Regions from separate parts of the Triticum aestivum genome. Here region 1 is linked to region 2. A link is a contact called in public Hi-C data. All regions are on one chromosome and are shown on one strand. Each heading gives the region's core, a stretch centred on a gene start, on an enhancer-like site or on the middle of the called end of the contact. The rest is flanking DNA. Distances are from core to core; before and after follow the strand shown. Region 1 holds the start of LOC123128551. Region 2 holds the start of LOC100415831 (autophagy-related protein 3).

The links. A called contact is a pair of places that touch in the nucleus more often than the background predicts.
Region 1: a Hi-C map of leaf shows a contact between it and region 2, with 7 times the contacts expected there. The contact joins the promoter of LOC123128551 here to the promoter of LOC100415831 in region 2. A contact is called at or near these places in 2 of 5 Hi-C or Micro-C datasets (both in leaf).

Annotation. Positions count from the first base shown.
Region 1 is chr1B:425,881,351-425,884,083 of IWGSC CS RefSeq v2.1, forward strand. It overlaps LOC123128551, which reads right to left and starts at 1,256. Exons shown (of 12, transcript XM_044548587.1): 1 at 1,121-1,256. LOC123128586 reads left to right here and starts at 1,335. Exons shown (of 3, transcript XM_044548636.1): 1 at 1,335-1,569; 2 at 1,730-1,854. The coding sequence starts at 1,335.
Region 2 is chr1B:425,126,422-425,129,275 of IWGSC CS RefSeq v2.1, forward strand. LOC100415831 (autophagy-related protein 3) reads left to right here and starts at 1,281. Exons shown (of 11, transcript XM_044548579.1): 1 at 1,281-1,672; 2 at 1,761-1,831; 3 at 2,149-2,265; 4 at 2,356-2,525; 5 at 2,624-2,709. The coding sequence starts at 1,512.

The DNA of each region.
Region 1 (2,733 bases), core at 6-2,505, 750 kb after region 2:
AGGAAGGAAAAAGAGTGGAATTGTAGAAGGAGCTGCACGCTGCAGCTCCAAGTCAGAGAAACGCCGCCGCGACCACTCCAAGTCTCCGACTATCAACAAGGCACAAGGGCGCAGCACAGTACTACTTGCATGAGAAACTGTTGCATGACGACCCGTCAGAGAAACTGTTGCCGATGCTACAGTTCTAGATGAACCTCGGCAGCGGATCGATCTTCATGGCTACGGCTACGAGATATGTGATTCCTTCCCTGGCCTGCTACTAGTACGTATACCCCTACCGGTATGCGTGTTCTCTCCTCCTCCACGGCATTGACCTGAGCTACCTACCGGCCGGCGCATCGCATGCATGCAGCATGTCACGAGGTAGGCAGGCGACAGGCATGAATGCGGGCGTTAAATGCCCCATGTCCTAGCGTCTAGCGCTAGCAGCGCAGTGGGAAAAGGCTTCCGTCGACAAGGGAACCCGACGAACCGGGTTACGACTTACGACACCCGTCTAGCTTAATGATTCACCAGCCATCTGAAACCGAGACCAACTGCATGTACAATGTACTCTACGCGGCCAGAGCCAGAGAGAGCGAGCTAGTGGTAGTGGGAGAAGAAGGGCGAGCCATGTGATTGGAGGGGAAGGAGTAATGGTCGATCGCCGGCAGCGTCGTCAGGGTTGGGGCTTACTAATTCATAGGGCACGTACGAGTGGCACAGTGAAGTGAAGTCATGCATTGATTTTGATTGATTCTTGGGGTGTTGGATTACATGGCGGGCAGGGCTTGGGCTGTCGCGTTCATTCAGTCATGATCCTCGCGTTCAGTCGCCGGTGGCTAGCAGTAAGCGTATCGTCCTCCCCGTCCAGGGTCAGCTGGCGGTGGTGTCTGACTGTTTGTCCGATCCTGGTGTGAAAAATTCGTAGGGAATCCTATGGAATGATTTGGAATACGGCGGCGATCATCAGAAAAAAAACGGTAGTAGCATACGGCGATCATCCGTCCGGGCGGGGTGAATTCGACGATGCGCACGGATGAATCCGTACTAGTATATTCCAAGAAAGAACAAATCCCGAAATGTTGCAAGTGGTAGTTGACAAGTAGGAGTAGAATTGAGGGGCGGTGCGTTTACTTACCACGGGCTAGGGTGGGATCATACGCGCGGACGAGGTGGCCGGGGAGCAGAGGAGGCGGACGGCGTGTCGGCGCGGTCGCCGGCTGGAGGGGGACGGCACACCGGGATGGCGGCCAGGACGCAGGTTTGCCTGTCGGGGTCGGCGCGTGCTGCGTGCCTCAAGTCAAGGGCTATACAACGCTGATGCCTTACTCGGCAGGCCGTCATTCTCCTTCATGGGCCGGAATGGCATGGGTCCGACTTATTCCCAGGCCTCGTTTTCGCGTTCGGTTAGACAAATGGACCGGAACCCATTCGTTCCCCCGGACCGAATATTCGGCCCAGATGCGGAACGAGGTGAGACCTCGAAAACGGCCGGACGGAACCGCTCACCCCTAAAAAAAACAAAAGGCGGAACCGCTCACCCTCGCACTCTCGCAGCCCTATGCCCCTATCCCCTCGCCCTCCCAGGTGCGCCGCCTCCCCATACTCTCTCTCCCTCCCATCGATCCGAGCGGCGCCGGCCGGTTCCTCCCTTCCCCGTCGGCCGGTTCCTGCCTTCCCCGCCGGCCGGTTCCCCCCTTCCCCTCCGCCCGCTAACCCCTCTCTTTCCTCTCGCTATTTGCAGCAGAACACAAGGGGAGCTCGGTTTGGATCTTGTTGCGGCGGCTTGCAGAGGATTCCCAGGGTGGCCGCGGCGGCTTTCGGCGAGCTGACACCGGCAACATAGGCGCAGCACAGCACCTGACTCTCAAGGTAAAACAATCATCACTTCCTCTTGTATATGCTGCTGCTGCTCATGTATATTCCCAGCCAAGAATATGCTGTTGATGTTCATGATAGAGAGAGATGTAGACCTTACTATGATGACTCATGGTTGTTGGTTATTCACTTTTGTTGCTTTATGTTGTTAAAATCAGTGTCTCTTTTCCTAATTTGTAGCAAAATACATGATGTCCAGTGTGTCTTTGCAATATATATGTTGATGTAAGCATCATTGTAGCCATATTTTTGATAGTATATATTGTTAAGATTGTCAATATATATTGTTATGTTGTCTTTCTTGAAAATACAAATGAAATGCTGCCGAAATTTTGAATTTTATATCATTCCATTTTTCATTCCATGCTTCCAATCAAACAGCGGAACGGAACCAACCTGTTCCGCTCTTTTGCTCCTACCAAACACAGGAATGGAACGGACCCATTCCTCTGGAATGGAACCATTCCATTCCATGACAGTTGGTTCCCCAACCAAACACATCAGAGGGATTAGGGCCTCCAGCTTGCTCAACACACGCACAGTCCCTCGTTTCTCTCTCGACCTGCCCGACCCCCCCGGGGAGCCAGGGTTTGCGCCGCCGGCCGCCCAGTCCGCCGCCCCATCCCGTCTGGCTCGTCCGCCCCCGCGTCATCCTGCCTCGCCGGCGGCAGGTGAGCTCACCTCTGCCTCCCTCTCCGCGTCTCCTCCTCTCTTCCCCTCCCTCTCCCCCCTCCGTTTCTCTTCTTTCTTATGTTTGATTTGATGGCTGGTGATGATTAATGGTTCTTAGTTGTATGCTAATTTGATGTCTGCTAGCGAAGTGTTTGGGTGGTTGTTTTGTATGGCGTACAAGCTGTATGATTGATGACATCT
Region 2 (2,854 bases), core at 31-2,530:
TCTTTTTTAGATGGGCGACTCAAGACGCTTTCAAAAACCATTATTGATGATGTTTGTGTGGGTGAAAGAATGGCAACATCGTTGTTTCAGTCTAATTGCAAACTCTTTAACGAAGTCTTTGGAGTATTTCTTCGAGCAGAAGTTGATACCTCGTTGTAATTTTAGTCATAGGAGTTATTTTGTATTTTCTCAAAACTTAGGTCCAAATCAATGTACCTGTAATTGTCATGAGTATAAATAAAAGTTATATAAGTGTTTCTAAAAAACCTTCCATCACGATCCAGTCAGAGCTGGCCAAACGGGTCGGCCTGGCCCGCCGTAAACATGCACGGCACGACACGGCCCACTAGGGCACGGTTAATAGCCGAGTCGTGCCATGCCGACCCACGTGCTGCAGGCAGCAGCCTAAGCACTGCACGGGATATAAGTGGGTCGGCCCGTGGCACGCTTAGGCACCCCGGCCCGTGTCGATTTGATTTTTTCCTTGAAATACGCGGAAAAACAGGGGGAAAGCCCAAAAGATGTAAAAAGTACGATGAAGTATTAAAAAGGATAAAAATATATTTTTTACATGGTAATACGTGTCTCATTTATATCATAAGGATCATAGTATAAGCCATGTACAAACCGACCTGACAAAACTGAAAAGACAACAAAACGCTACAAAAGTATGCATGCATTACAAAATTATTGAACATATTAGAGTACTCCCTCCATTCCAAAATATAGTGCAAGCGCTTCTTGAGGTCCAACTTTAACCATAAATTTAACCAACGAGACCGACTGCGGCGGAAGAAAAAATTATATAATTGAAAAAAAAAATGAATACGAATTCACTGGTATAAATTTTGCTTCTGTCGCAGTCGGCCTTGTTGGTTAAATTTATGGTCAAAGTTGAAGCACGAAAATAGAGAAAACACTATATTTTGGAACGGAGGGAGTATTAGGTATTTATATAGGACATATATATATATATATATATATATATATATATATATATATTTCAAAATAAAAATAAACGAGTCGTGCCGTGCAGGCCCGCGTGCCCAGCCTCCAGGCCCAGGCATGGCCCATGGTGTGCCGCGTGCCGGGCCTGGCCCGTTTAGCCAGGGCCGTGCCGTGCCGTACTACCGGGCCGGCCCAGTTAGCACGGCCCGTTTGGCCAGCTATAGATCCGCTATCCAGCCCAGACCTACGTCGGATCTGGGCCAGGGCCTATAAACTAGGGGCTGGCTCGAGCCTGACCCACCCAACAAGGCAACCCCCACATTCCTGGCTCCAACTCCAACATCGTGCGTGTTCCAACTCCGGTAGCGTACTCCTCCCCTAAAAGAACTCCGGTGGCGTACTACTAGAAAACAGCAGAGACGGCTGTGCCCTGCTCCTCCTTCTCGCCGGTGCCTTCTGCTGGAGGCAAACGAAACTCCTCCTCCTCCTCCTGCCCCTCTCTCCCACGCTTCCCCCTTCGTCTCCGTCGACAGGAAGCAACCAGGAGAGGCGAGGCGGCGACGATGCAGATGAAGCAGAAGGTCTACGAGCTCTACAAGGGGACGGTGGAGCGGGTCACGGGCCCGCGCACCGTCTCGGCGTTCCTCGAGAAGGGCGTCCTCTCCGTCCCCGAGTTCATCCTCGCCGGCGACAACCTCGTATCCAAGTGCCCAACCTGGTCCTGGTGCGTCCCCTCGCCTCCGCGGTTCAGGGATTTTGGGGGTGGGGCGTCTGATTGATCTGATCGTTTGGTGGGTGTCTGTGTTGTGCAGGGAGGCGGGCGATCCGAGCAAGAGGAAGCCATACCTCCCCTCCGATAAGCAGTTCCTCGTCACCAGGAACGGTATGCTGCTGTCGAATTGAATTGCGTCAAGATGTGATCCATACTTCCTGTCTAGTATTTCGTTCAATTTGGTGGATGCTGCGCTGGAGGATAGAATTCATTGTTATCCCCATGTATCGACGGGTAGTTACAAGCGTAGCAAGCATGTTTGTCTAGGCATATTTCTGTACTACTAGTCGAACATAATTGGCTGATGAATGAAAAAGATAAATAGCGACATAGCTAGTAGAACGGTCCTGGCTTCAGAAAAGCTCAGTTGGTTGCTCATTATATTGTTCTTATTACAAGTGGACTCCTGAATTTGCTTTCCTTGGCAGTGCCCTGCCTAAGACGAGCTGTGGCGGTCGAGGAAGAGTATGATGCAGCGGGAGCTGAGGTTGTTCTCGATGATGATGAGGATGGCGAAGGCTGGCTCGCAACACATGGGCTGCAAGGTTGATTTCTCAGTGTCAATGCTGCTTTGTTCTACACTGCGGATTGTATGGGCTGAACTCTTTTTTGTTTCTTCTGTTGGTAATGTTTAGCATCAGAGTCAAAAGAGGAGGAAGACATACCGTCTATGGATACATTGGACATAGGGAAAGTCGAAGAGATCAAATCTATCCCCTCCTACTTTGGTGCTAGTGAAAAGCCAGATGAGGAGGAGGATATACCTGACATGGACACCTATGAAGACACAGGAGATCATTCTACAGTGAGGCCATGATGAACCTATCATTGATATGCTAAGCAAGGCTGACAAAGTTCAAAACTGTTAACGATTCCTGTTTTGCCTTTCTCGTCTCATTTCAGGCTACCCCTCAGCCTTCATATTTTGTCGCAGAAGAGCCTGATGATGACAACATTCTTCTCACCAGAACATATGATGTTAGCATCACGTAAGCTCCTTTATCTTATCTGTGTATTTTGATTTTAACTCTTTTGTATAGATTCGGTAGTGCTAGTGCCTAGTTGTTTGATTGGTGTGTAGTTATGTACTAGTTGTAGCCACAACTATGCGTAAGTGGAAATTTATGTGTTCTT